Regions from separate parts of the Mus musculus genome. Here region 1 is linked to region 2. The links are chromatin contacts, called in public Hi-C maps. All regions are on one chromosome and are shown on one strand. Each heading gives the region's core, a stretch centred on a gene start, on an enhancer-like site or on the middle of the called end of the contact. The rest is flanking DNA. Distances are from core to core; before and after follow the strand shown.

Evidence for each region. A called contact is a pair of places that touch in the nucleus more often than the background predicts.
Region 1: a contact with region 2 is called in a Hi-C map of uterus, with 4 times the contacts expected there. The contact joins two enhancer-like sites. A contact is called at or near these places in 3 of 15 datasets of contacts at CTCF or cohesin (the G1E-ER4 cell line, large pre-B cells and pro-B cells) and 31 of 484 Hi-C or Micro-C datasets (the 3T3-L1 cell line, B cells, the Ba/F3 cell line and 22 more).

What each region holds. Positions count from the first base shown.
Region 1 is chr13:93,610,014-93,616,899 of GRCm38.p6, forward strand. It overlaps Bhmt (betaine-homocysteine methyltransferase), which reads right to left. Exons shown (of 8, transcript NM_016668.3): 8 at 6,878-6,886. Among named protein-coding and RNA genes, the nearest start is that of Gm31977, 15 kb to the left of the region's middle. Within about 2 kb of position 3,423, at least 31 of the 459 cell types and tissues checked have an H3K27ac peak or open chromatin away from gene starts, as enhancers often do. A contact at or near this core is called in uterus, where this site is marked.
Region 2 is chr13:93,238,383-93,245,257 of GRCm38.p6, forward strand. No RefSeq gene overlaps it. Among named protein-coding and RNA genes, the nearest start is that of Gm41020, 43 kb to the left of the region's middle. Within about 2 kb of position 1,734, at least 29 of the 459 cell types and tissues checked have an H3K27ac peak or open chromatin away from gene starts, as enhancers often do. A contact at or near this core is called in uterus, where this site is marked.

The DNA of each region.
Region 1 (6,886 bases), core at 2,173-4,672, 370 kb after region 2:
TCTCAGGGTAGGATGCAGGTGAAGGATAAGAAAATCAAATGCAGAAGGGGAGAAACCAGGACTGGTCCTGTGTCATCGGATTCAGGGTCCGGATGCCTCTCCCAGGGGGCACAGTTGGCAGTGGCCATTCCTAGCCTAGAGGAGGAGAGAGTTTTGACGAAGGTACCACAGGCCACCAGAAGCCATGTAGGAACTGGTCCAGGTTGGAACCACTGTCTGAGTAACCCTGAGAAGGGACATGGGGCCCAGGCAGCCATGCTGGTGTGGGCCACCAGGCTGTACTGATCTGTGCCTATGTTCTTGGGATCAGTCCAGCCTGGAGACTCTGGGAATCATCACACTGCTGAAAATAGCTCCATGAGATGGAATAATTCTGAGATTTCTCATTCCCAAACTTTCCTCTTCTTCCTAAAATGTGAGAAGCCAGCTCTGTCTCTTCCTAGGAGGACACAGAACTCTAGAGCAGGGATTATCCTCATAACGGTTTCTAGAACTACTATTGCTTATGTAAACTTACAAAAACCTCCCAGTCCTGGAGACAGACAGCTATGCTGTGAAAAGCCACAGACCCAACCCCCTTAAGAAACAGTACTTGGTTTGTACGTGTAATGGTTTCAGGGTTCTGTACCAGGCAACACTATGCTCTTATGGTGTCCCTGCCCCCCACCCCCACCCCCAATATCATTATTTTAGTCTGATGTCTGTTTAGCCAGGGGAATAATTAATTAACAATTAAATCTGCTGGAAACACACTGCCAACAGCACTCCGTAAATACTGACAATGACTGAGGCTGCTCTTTACTGGTATCATCAAATTGGTAAGAAAGTGGTGACATCCCACAGTCAGGTGTCTGAGGCTCTGTAACCTCACAGAGAAGGAAGTGACATTCAGAGAGCCAGAGGGGAGGGTGACCTATTGGACCTCTCACAAGACAGGAGAAGTCCTGGCTCTCAAGGCTCCTTTTTTTTTTTTTTTTTTTTTTCTACTTTGTTGCCCTGGTGTTTTTGAGAAATGGCCGAGACCCACACAAGCCGGTTCAGAAGTTTGTGATGTCAACTACTCCAAAGAACAGTAAAATCTCATTAAGTCCAAATAATTGGAAGAACAACATCTAGGCTGAGCTGGAGAAAGGTTTGAGCTATTTTTAAAAAAGATTCCCAGCGTCTTCCTCTCAAGGCCGTGTAGTAAATTAAAACAAATAAGTACAGAATGAGGCCGAGGAGGTCTAACCAAATTGGCTCAGAAAACAATATTTATGCACTCTATAAACAGCACATTAATAGTTTCGTGTAACTGGTGATTGCTAAAGATATTTTACGGATTTGGGGAGGTTTGTTGTTGTTGTTGTTGTTGTTAAAAATAAGCTAACTCTTTCCTTTGAAAGCTTATTTTTGCAGAGTTGGTGGTGCACACCTTTAAGCCCAGCGCTTGGGAGGCAGGCTGAGGCAGGTGAGTTCAAGGATAGCCTGGTCTACAAAGTGAGTTCAAGGACAGCTAAGGAAACCCTGCCTCAAAGCAAGCAAACAAACAAACAAACAAACAAGAAAGTAAAGCTTATTTTTATGTAAAAATGTACATAGGAAACTCACACATTTAAAAGTAAACAGAGGTCAAATAACTCATTAAAGCTATCATGACTTTAATGGTATATAGATTAATCAAATTTAATGACAAACTATAAAGCTAAACTAAGAATCAAATAGAACTGAGAGACTCCCATTCATTATCCCTCCTCCTCCTCTTCTTCCTCCTCTTCCTCCTCCTCTTTCCCCCTCCTCCTTCCCTCTTCCCCTCTTCCTCCTTCCCCTCCTCCCCCTCCCTTCTACCCCTCCTTCCCTTCCCCCTTTCTCCTCCATTTTCTTTCTTTGTTGTTTTGAGACAAGGTCTTCCTATGTAGCCTATCAGCCTCAGCCTCCCTCAGGATTGGAATTCTAGGGATACATCAGTACACTCAGTGTGTTCAATTTTCATCACTGAGAAAACAAACAACCACCAACAAGAGTAACCCAGAATGGCCCAATTAGGTTTTTTTTTTTTTTTTTTTGAAAGCAGCACAAATTCTTTACTACACATTAAGGATAGCCACTTTCGTCCCAAGAATCTTGCATGATCATCCTAAGCAGCCTTGACTTATCATAAAAGGATAATTATCAGTAAAATACAGTTTGGCTAGTTTTCCTCTCTCTTTCTCTCTCTCTCTCTCTCTCTCTCTCTCTCTCCAGTTTAGTTGTGTTCCACTGGGTCAGCACTATTTCTGTAGCTCACAGCAGTACAATGATGACATCTGTCTCCTTCATTTTTTACTCCCTTTTTTTCAGTCTCCAAGGCCAACAGAGTGCCTCCAGGTGCTTAGAAACCAGAAACATTTGTGGCTGTTACTTCTCTCCTGTGTCGCGGGTGTCCTGCCCTACCTACTGCCTTTGTGACAAATCCTTGCATTTGAAAGTCATCGATGTTTTGCTGTTTTTAAGAGGCTGAACATTCGTTAGGAAGATGTTGAGAAACTTGAGACTCTTCATCCGGTAGCTTTTTGTTTTGTTTTTTTGTTTTTCGAGACAGGGTTTCTCTGTGTAGCCCTGGCTGTCCTGGAACTCACTTTGTAGACCAGTCTGACCTCGAACTCAGAGATCCGCCTGCCTTTGCCTCCTGAGTGATGGGATTAAAGGCGTGCACCACCATGCCCGGCTCCGGTAGCTCTTTAACACAAGATCGCGCGTGCCTACCCCTGAAGCAGCTCATGGGTGCTTCTATTTTCCTTTTTTATTGCTTTGGTAGGCAGCTTGTGGGAAGTCCAGAGTGGATGAGGGCATGCTGTTCAGTAACGGTGGCTATTTGGGAAAACAATCTGAAAAGTTGATAAGCACGTGAGTGTGCTCACAGCGGGGGAGAATTCTAGGGAATCTGGTTGGAGACATATAAGGCTTTTCTTGCTGGGTTAGCTGTCCTGGATGTTATCCAAAGATTCACATGTCTTAGGACTAGGGGGAAAAAAACTGCCCAAAACAAAAAGGGATACAGACATTTCTGCCAAGTAACATGAATCTATGCCCATGAAATAGCTCTTGAAAGCAAAGCCAGGGCTTTTCAGGTCTTCCCTGCTGGTGAGCTGCTGCCCCCATCTGGAAACGTTGGGAACTGAAGTTTTTTATTTGTTCCAGGCCAGGTCTCATTCTCTAGGGGCTGCCTTTGTCCTGTGCAAATGTGTTTTTGCTGAAGTTTGAAGAAGTGCCATAATCTGATAAGTTTATTCAGTTTCTGTCGAATCCGAATAACTCCAAGGATTTTTATTTCCCCGGGTCGAAGATGTCTCCTTAGCTTCGGGAACCATCTGTTCTGGCTCCACTCTCCTAAGAGGCTAAGTTAACCACCGCATCCTCCTTGGCAGCCCTGAACTAGCAAGGAGCGCTTCCTGACTTGGCATCTTGCCTAAAAGTATCTGCCCTTAAAAGGTAGCGTTTGGACTTTGATGGTCAGGACTTGGGCTCTGATTCCACATTGGAAAGAGAGGCCCCTTGGTCTTGCAAACTTTATGTGCCTCAGTACAGGGGAACGCCAAGTCCAAGAAGTGGGAGTGGGTGGGTAGGGAAGTGTGTGTGGGGGGGGAAGGTATGGGGGACTTTTGGGATAGCATTGGAAATGTAAATGAAGAAAATTCCTAATTAAAAAAAAAATCTTTAGCCGGGTGGTGGTGGCACACACCTTTAATCCCAGCACTTGGGAGGAAGAGGCAGGCAGATTTCTGAGTTCGAGGCCAGCCTGGTCTACAGAGTGAGTTCCAGGACAGCCAGGGCTATACAGAGAAACCCTATCTCGAAAAAAAAAAAAATCTTTATACTTAACTCAAATAAACTCTTAGGCCTTAAATGAGCCTTCTCTTTTAATGAGTTCTGGGAGCAATATGCGCTTGGAGGAGAGACTGAGTATATATTTTTTAAAGTCAGATGGAGAAGCCCACCACTAGGAGCCAGTGTTGATATACAGTTCAAGAATAGCTTAACCATCGTCGTTCCTTCTGATGACATTTTTTAAATCAAAGGATAGAAAAATGATGAAAGGCTATGATATTCTGTGCTGTAATAAAGTTCTGGAAAGGATATTAAAGGGAAATACATTTTTCAGAGTAAGACATCTGGAAGTCCAGTAGCCTTTCTATCATCTAAGATGGAAAAATACTGAGCTTGCTTTGAGAATGTAAGAGAGATAGAAGATAGCAGTTGGCAAAGAAAACCAGGTTGGGCTCTAAATGCATTAGCTCTGTATTCTGGGAGCAGGGAATTAACTGCTAAAAAATTCTACAAGTTTGTTTTTTTTTTTTTCCAACTTCAAACACATTATCTGTTTTAATATTCTAGCATTCCAATGAAGTAAACAGTGCTGCTATTTTTTATAGCTGGAGAAATTGAGGTGTAGATATTTTGTACAGGACTAGAATTACAGAGCCACAACGAGTCAAGTGGAATCAAAACAGCCTCATGTCTCATTTGTCTTTTTTATTGTTTGAAAATTGTATGCACAGTCCACTCCCTCCCAGCTCCTCCCATATCCCCGTCTCTCAACTTCATGCCGTCTTTTTAACATCCACTGAGTGCAGTAAGTGCTGCCAGGACGTTGTTGGGTATGGAGCGGGGGGGGGGGGGGGGGGGGGGCAAAGGCAGGAGCATACAAATGACTGGCCTGGCAAGGTCAGCCCCCCTCCCCCACTCCACTGGAGCAAAGGTGGCATGAATGCTGGGAAAGTAGCCAGTCACTTCCTCATTGGACTGTGGAGTATTCAGTCCCAGAGTAATTTATCTCACTCCCGTCTCCCTAAGGCTTAGGTATCATCAGGAAACAGGGTGTGGAAAGAGTGAAGCAACTAGAGGTAGTACCAGGAAAGAGTATGACTTAGCTAGGATTCCTTTTGCTTTTCAGATCTGTTTTCCTTTTTTAAAAAAAATTTTTAGGGCTGGTGAGATGGCTCAGTGGGTAAGAGCACCGACTGCTCTTCCGAAGGTCTGAAGTTCAAATCCCAGCAACCACATGGTGGCTCACAACCACCCGTAATGAGATCTACTGCCCTCTTCTGGTGCATCTGAAGACAGCTACAGTGTACATATAATAAATAAATAAATCTTTAAAAAAAAAAAATTTTTTTAGTTTACACTGTAGCTGTCTTCCGACACATCAGAAGAGGGCATCAGATCCCATTACAGATGATTGTGAGCCACCATGTGGTTGCTGGGAATTGAACTCAGGACCTCTTGAAGAGTAGTCAGTGCTCTTAACCACTGAGCCATCTCTCCAGCCCTTAGTTAGGATTTCTACTGCTGTGATAAAAGGCCACGCTCAGAAGCAATCTGGAAAGGAAAGGGATTATGTCATCCTTCAGCTCATAGTCCTTCATCTAGGGAAGTCTAGACAGGAACTCAAAGCAGGAAGCTAGAGGCAGGAACTGATGCAGAAGCCAGGCAAGAAGACTGGCTTACTCAGTTTTCTTTCTTACACATCCCAGGACCACCTTTCCAGGATTGGCACCACATACAGTGGGCTAGGCTTTCCCACATCAATAATCAGTAAAGAAAATGCCCCTTGGGCTTGCCCACAGGCCATTCTGATGGGGGCACCCTCTCAGTCCAGGCTCCCTCTTCCCAAATGACTAGCTTGTATTGTGTTCACATAAAACTAGTTAGAACAGCAGTGGTTTCTGGATGCAACAGGCAATGGCACATATTCCTTTACAATAGTTGTGATCACGTGTGAAAGACCTACATAAGATCAATCCAGTCGAAACTCCCAGCATGAACGTGGGAGGGACTCATGAAGTCCCACCCCTAGCTGAAGCGGTATTGGCAATGGATGCCTTCTGTGGGAGAATCAGTTTTCTTTAGGGATTTGGCCCCAATAAAGCTACTCCTGCTCCGGTAGATGGCCTTACATGTGCCCACATATAAAGTCTGGCCCTCTGAAAGAGAAATACATTCTCTTAACCACTGAGCCATCTCTCCAGCCATGTCTTTTAATTAAAAAAAAATTTTTTTTATTTACTTATTTTTTTGAGACAGGGTCTCACTATGTCGCTCCAGCTGGCTTGGAACTTGATAAGGGGACCAGGCTGGTCTTGAACTCACAATCTCAGCACCTTGAGTGCTGTGAATAAATGCACAAGCCACTATGGGCGCAACTGTGAAGGACTTCTCTTGATCGAATTATTTGAAGTGGGAAAACCTAAAGTGATCTTAAATCTGGATCACTTGAAGATGGAAGGCCTACCCTAAATACGATGGTACATTCCTGTATAAGTGTGTGTGTGTATATGTGTGTGTGTATATATGTGTGTGTGTGTATATATATATATATATATATATATACATATATATATATATATATATATATATATATGGGTTGAGTCAGAGTGTTTATGGGAATGGAGAGAACACTGGGATTCTTACAACAGGACACTCTGTGGTCTAGATGTTTAACAACTAGTCCCATATGACTGGTTTTCTATAAGAATACATTTAAACCGGCCGTGGTGGCACACGCCTTTAATCCCAGCACTCGGGAGGCAGAGGCAGGCAGTTCTCTGAGTTCAAGGCCAGCCTGGTCTACAGAGTGAGTTCCAGGACAGCTAGGGCTATACAGAGGAAACCCCCCCCCCAAAAGAGAATACATTTACCACAATTACCACAGTAATAATTTTTTTTTTTTGGGGGGGGGTTGGTTTTTTCAAGTCAGGGTTCCTTTGTATAGCTCTGGCTGTCCTGGAACTCACTCTGTAGACCAGGCTGGCCTTGAACCCAGAAATCCGCCTGCCTCTGCCTCCCAAGTGCTGGGATTAAAGGCGTGTGCCACCATGCCCAGCTGCAATAATCAAGACCATTAATGGACCACAAAAAATTGTCTTGA
Region 2 (6,875 bases), core at 484-2,983:
GTAAAGCTCTAACGGACGGTTTCTCCTCTCCCCTATTGGCTGCAGTGTGACCTTAATTCATGTAACTCTTCCATATGAAGTGTGTCATTTCAGGGAGCTTGGATCACGGTCTTGAGCTCATACTCATTCTGGCTCAGCGGTTAAGAGAACTGGCTTCTTGCTCTTCCAGAGGTCCTGAGTTCAATTCCCAGCAACCATATGGTAGCTCACAACCATCTGTAATGAGATCTGATGCCCTCTTCTGGTGTGTCTGACGTGTACTCATATAAATGAAATAAATAAATCTTTAAAAAAAATTAAGCACACTCTGCTTTCCTGTAAGAGTAGAGCCATTAATTTAGTTTAGCACTACCTTTCCTAATATAAATAGCAAGAGAGGAAGAATGCAATAAGCGAATTCTGTGGCTGACTGATAGCTCTGGTAAAAAGACCAGCAGGGGCACCAGGCACAATGCAGTGTAGACTGGTTAACATACTGAGGCCCCAAATTCTATGCTGAGTGGACTCTTTCCCCACCAAAGGAAAAAAAAAAAAGCTGTGAAGACTTTATATTCTAAAGTTTAGACTCAATAAAGAAAGAAGCACGTGTTTACAGCAGCGTCCATTAGTTGTTAGGTTTTTTTTTCTCCTATCTTTTTCATCAGTGAAAACATTTGAACCCACTGTTCCACAGGAAAGGGACTCGTGTTTACTGAGCATTTATGATATGCCAGGCGTTGGCTAAATGTGTTTGCTTTATCCCATTTCAAATAGTTTGTTTAAACTCAACAGGATATATCATATCCATTTCTACAACAGCGAGTCTTCATTGTCAGTCTGACTCAGCGTAGAAACACTATGGAAACGTGAGTGTGTCTGAGGGCACTTCTAGAAAGGTTTAACTGAAGAGGGAAGAAGACCTTGGAATGTGGGTGGCACCATCTGACAGGCCCGGTCCCTGGCTAGATAACCGAGGTGTGGTTGAGCAGTCTCGGCCATTATCTCTGGACAGAGTTCACTTCACCACCTTCCTGACTCGGTGCCTTATGGACGATACCTTTAAACCATGAGCCCATATAAAGTAGTCCTCCACCGAGCTGCAGTTTCTGTTGAACATCTTATCACATTAATGAGAGATGTAAGTAAAATGCATTCTAAAAATTAAATGACAGGGCAAAATGATCAAATGCACCAAGAAAAAGCAATACTATGTTCGAAGAAAGTTTAAAGGCACTGTACAATAAATGTGGGAGGTTTTTGATTGTTTTTAAAGGTAAAATTAAGCTATAGGTCATCTAGTGTATGTGACACTCAAAGGCTTAAGATTTCCACACAAACTCCTCTTGCATCTGTTTCTGGTTCTCTGTGTCCTCTCCCACATCTTATCTCCCCTCCCCCACCCCGTTTCTCTCTTCTGCCCCACTCTCTGAGTTGCTCTCTGCTCTTTTTCACCTTTCACTTAATCTGATTACCTTCTGCCTTCTTTTTTTCCTGGCTTGTTATCTTTTAAACCAATTATTGTTTTTTTTTAAAGCCTCTGTGGCTACTGACCTTCCCCGCCCCCCCCCGCCCCGCCTCCCCGCCCCCCCCCTCCCGCCTAAGCTGGGGAGAGAGAGAGAGAGAGAGAGAGAGAGAGAGAGAGAGAGAGAGAGAGAGAGAGAGAGAGAGAGAATCGCTTCCTTTACCTCGCCTGAGCCAAAATTACACCTGGTATCAAGGTGTTCGGGTGCAATGTGCAACCTAGATATAAAGTCCCAGGTACTCAGAGTCTTTTAGCTAATAACGGCAACGTCGGCAGAGCAAGTCCCAGCGTTTGAGCTGACGCCTGAGCCTGCTGAAATTCTCAGGTTGCCATGTTGAGTAAACCGCTTGTAACTCTGTAACTCAGAGACTTGGGAGGTCTCCGCAGATGAGATGCTGCCGAGCAGTTTGCTAGAACTTGCATTACAAGACCAGAAACCTCAAAGGGAATTCGCCCTGTGGCCATCTGAAAGTAACACCGTGTGGAAAAAATCAAACTGGTTGACCTACAAGTCTGCCCTGCTAGTTAAATCTGAGAGTAATGGGTCTGCTTTGGAAACTCAAACCTACCTAATGAAGGATGTTTCTCCTTGGAGTGAATGTTCAAACCACACCTGGTATAAAACACCCTTCTAAAGCTGAGACAGGGGGCTGGAGAGATGGCTCAGCGGTTAAGAGCATTGAGTGCTCTTCCAAAGGTCCTGAGTTCAATTTCTAGCAACCACATGGTGGCTCACAACCATCTGTAATGGGATCTGATGCCCTCTTTTGGTGGGTCTGAAGACAGGCTACAGTGTACTCATGTAAATAAAATAAACAAATCTTAGAGAGAGAGAGAGAGAGAGAGAGAGAGAGAGAGAGAGAGAGAGAGAGAGAGAGAGAGAGCTGAGGCAGATTCCTGGAAGTAGTTTCACGTAAATCACGAGGCTCGCCGTTCTCCCTTCCCTCCAAACAAGCAGGCAGTGAAGAAAACGAGTGTTGAAGACCAGAGCTGGTGGGTAGGTGGTGAGTAGGTTTAGAGCCGGGCCGAGCATCTGATATCATTTCCTGAGAGAATTCCTGACAAGATGCAGTAAGTTGCTAACCCGGGAGGGGTGGGAGAACTGTTGTTATGAGCACTTAAGGACCAAAGTATTGTTTCTGGCAATAAGAGCAGCATTTCAAATCTGCAATCTTATGTCTTTCACATCTCTTGGGGGAACAAACAGTTCTTCATTTTATGAGGAAGTCTTTTTAACAAAACAAAACAAAGCAAAAACAAAAAACAACAAAAACAAAAACAAAACAAAAGTCTCCTAAAACCCAAAAGTATTTAGACCCCTGCCAAGGCCCCTTACTCCCTTCAACAGTACCCCAGCATGATGTCTTGTGTCATTTCAATGCATGTATTATTCCAGTAATACAGTGTGCAATCTCTGCTTAACGAATGCCAGCGTTATACTTTGGAGATGAGCAAGTGAATCATCCAATTGGTTTAGGAAAAGAATTGCTAGCTTCTAATTGGAAGAGAAAGGAGGAGGAAGGAAGGACTGAGGTAGGAGGGAAGGAGGGAGGAGAGAGCTCAGCTGGGGGGGAGACGAGGCTGTATGGGAGCTCTCCTGGGGCCTGAATCTTAGCAGAGCTTTTCATTCTCTCCTATAATTCCAGGAATGAAATAGACATGGCAGTTATAAAGAAGTTTTGCAAATTTGCACTCCAAAAAGGACCACGGCCAAAGCTTTTCTGGCTAACCGCATGTAACTGGTTCAATAAATGAGTTTGACTCCATCAGGGGTGAAGGAAAGCGACTCTGCTCTTTCTAGTTGCTTTGCTTTCAGACCCTTAACGGGTCCTTCTCTGCTCTGATATAAACTCTCTGGAAAAGCCCCCAGCTCTGCTGCCTCTGCTCAGATATCTGCCAGCCCAGTACCATTGACAATCAAAAGGTTACACTCTCGTTTGATTCAAAGATGGTCCCCAAGCCTCGCTCCCCTGCCATCTGTCCTCAGAACTGAATTAAGCTTGCAAGCCTAAACATGGGAAATATTGAAGGGGGGTGGTGGCACAAGAGGACGCTCCTCTTTCCAGCTCCACTACCTTCTAAATTTTTGCCTGCCATTCGTAGCTTTCTTGTAGTCCAATGGGAGTGTGTGTGGCATTAAAACAAGAACATAAAATTAAAAATTTAAAAGTCTCTACGATGCATCTTAAGAATTATAAAGTAATACTGTCAGTATCTTCAACGTTTCTTTTATGCTTGATGCCCCTTTCCTTCTTTTCTGGGTAACTAAGACATTAAAACTTGTTTAATCATTCCTTACTTCTAATTTTTAAAATTATTTATGTGTACCACTATGCATTTGTTACCCCGTTCTGCCTGGCTTGCAGTGTATGTATGTGGGATTATGTGTAACTTGTTCACGGTGTTAGTTCTTCAACCGTTGATACACTAAAGTATAATTCATTCAGCTTTGCTACTCCATAGTATTTAGCACTGTGAGTAGACCACGTTTAGGTACCCGCTCAACTGATGGTGAACACTTAAACTGTTCAGTTGTCTCTTTATGAACAACACTGCTATAAAACAATTCTATGCATGGGTCTTGCTGTGTGTATGGACAAGTCCTAGAGTAAAAACCTAAGTGGGGAGATTTAGTAAATCAAGATAGATTTTTCAGTTAGAAGGAATAAGTAGGAGAGCTGTTCTACATGATGGTAGCTACAGTTCATAATAAATTGTATATTTGAAGATTAGTGAGATTTCTAAATGTTCCAGCTACAAAAAAAATTTAATTGATGAGACATTGCATATTCCACATCTCCTAGACCATCCTTTCTACAGTGAGTCAAAGTAAACTGTTCAACATCAATACACACAGGGTTTGCTTATCTACCATAGATAGACAAATAGTAACAGTGATCGAAAGGAGCTCCTGAAGCAAAGAGACAGAAGCTACAGTGCCCTCAGAGTGTGCATTCGATGGTGACAATGATGGTTTCCTTGCTGAAACTGATTCAGTGGGAAGAGCACACGCTATTTTGGGCTCTAGAATGTTACTTATTATCTATTATTCCAGGAAGGCATTCAAGAAACTTCCCCCAGGTTTCTTGGCTTCTATGGGCTGGAAGGATAGATATTTATCAAAGATGGCAGACGTTTGCCAAGGGATGCTGTTGAAGAGGAACTGAATTGGTGCTAGACAAGAGAAACCAAATGACATCAAGGATATCTCTGTTTACAGTGCGGTATTGTGTGTGTGTGTGTGTGTGTGTGTGTGTATACTGAGCCCAGAGCTCCTATATTCTACCACTGAGCTGTACGTTCAGTGCCTGCTCTGTCCCTATTTATGGATAGCCATGTGATACCAGACAAACTAGGTTTCTTTCTGAGTTTCAGTTTCATGTTCAAAAGTGTGGGTTTGATGACCTTTGGGTCATTTGAGCTCTGACAACAGTCTGATTCAGTGACTTCAGAAGCACTCCTGGAAACAACAGTTTTGCATGCCCCCTTGTGGTGGCCTCTAGCACTGCAATTAGAGAAGCAAGCTTTAGAATGGTGGTTACTGACTCAAAAATTTCCCTGAGCTATAAATACATTTAACAATTAAAATTAAACAATATAAAAACCAAAGATATTTTGAAGTTATAGTTGTTCTTAAAAATACGTTTAAACTAAAAGTTTCTGTTTCACATAAGTATGTTTTGAATAATTGTGTTTTTTAGTAATACAGTTATTATTTTGCATTAACTTTTTTGTAAATACTTTTTTTGTGTGATACTGGGGATCAAACTGGTGTTTTGTACTATGTGGCGCATTTCCTTGCATATTCTTGGCAGAGCTCTACCACTGCAATACACCCTTTACTCTCCTTTTCTAAGGCAAATTTATTGTTAATAAAATATAAAACCATATAAGTACATACTGGTACATGAAACCATACACGTTGTATGCATTATGGGGAACTCTGTGATGTTTCAATATATGTATATATTGTAAAATGTTTAGCTCAACTTAAACATGACTCCTCAAATATTTACAATTTTATAGTAAAACACTCAGAAATCATTTCTTATACCTTTTTGAAGTATGCAGCAATATTTTCTTTCTACAGTAACCCTACTACAACAGCACACCAGTACTTCTTACTCTAGTTATACCTTGGTACCTACTGACCGAGTTTCATCATCTCCCTTCTCCCCTCTCATCTCTAGCAATCACCATTCCATTCTTGTCAGTCTGTGAGGTATGTGGGTGTATGTGTGGTGTGAGTGTGGTATGTGTGTGTGGTATGTGATGTGTGATGTGTGATGTGTGTGGTATATGTGTGTATGGTATGTGTGTGTGTGGTGTATGTATGGTATGTGTGTGATGTGTGTGTGTGTATGTATGGTGTGTATGTGATGTGTGTTGTGTGTGTAGTGTGTGTGTGTATGGTATGTGTGTGTGTGGTCTGTATATGGTATGTGTGTGATGTGTGTGTGTGTAGTGTGTGATGTGTGTGTGTATGGTGTGTGTGTAGTGTGTGATGTGTGTGTGTATTTTGTGTGTGTGTATGGTGTGTGTGTGTGTGGTATGTGTGTATGGTGTGTGGGGGGAAGAGGGGTGTAGATGGCTAAGGTCAACATCAGATGTTATTGCTTTCTTTAGTTGCTCTCTACCTCTTTTTTTTTTTTTTTTTTTTTTTTTTTTTTTTTTTTTTGAGACAAGGTTTCTCAGTAAGGGGAAGCAGTTAAGATGGCCAGCCATTCAGCTTCAGGGACTCACCTGTCTCAGTCCACCCAAGGCTCAGATTACAGGGGCATGCCACCAACCCCACCTTTCACTGCTTTCACCAGGGTTCTGGGAATCAAGCTCAGGTTCTCAACTTCCAAGTCGGGCTCTTGGTAGACTGAACTATTTCCCCAGCCTGTGGTCAACCTTTTTTATTCACATATAGGTAAAATGATGTAATGTAGTATTAGTCTTTGTGTGCTTGCTGTATTTCACTGCACATAATGATCTCTAACCTCATTGACGATGACAAGATTCGATCTTTTCTTCAGAGACTAGTCCACAGAACCACATTTTCTATATCATCAGCTGACAAACACTTTGGTTGTTTCCATTTCCTGGCCATTGTGATGACCGTACAGTAAAAAAGACTACACAGATGTGTCCTTAGTGTATTGAGTCACGTCTGTCAGATGCGTGTCCAGCTAGAGCATTGCTCGAGCATTTGCTATGTCTTATTTAGTTGTGTGTGTGTGTGTGTGTGTGTGTGTGTGTGTGTGTGTGTGTGTGTGTGTACTCTCCTGCATATACGTATATGTACCATATGTGGACCTGGTGCTTACAGAGGCTAGAAGAAGGTGGAATGAGAGTTATGTATGATAGTGGGCTGTCTTGTGGGTGCTGG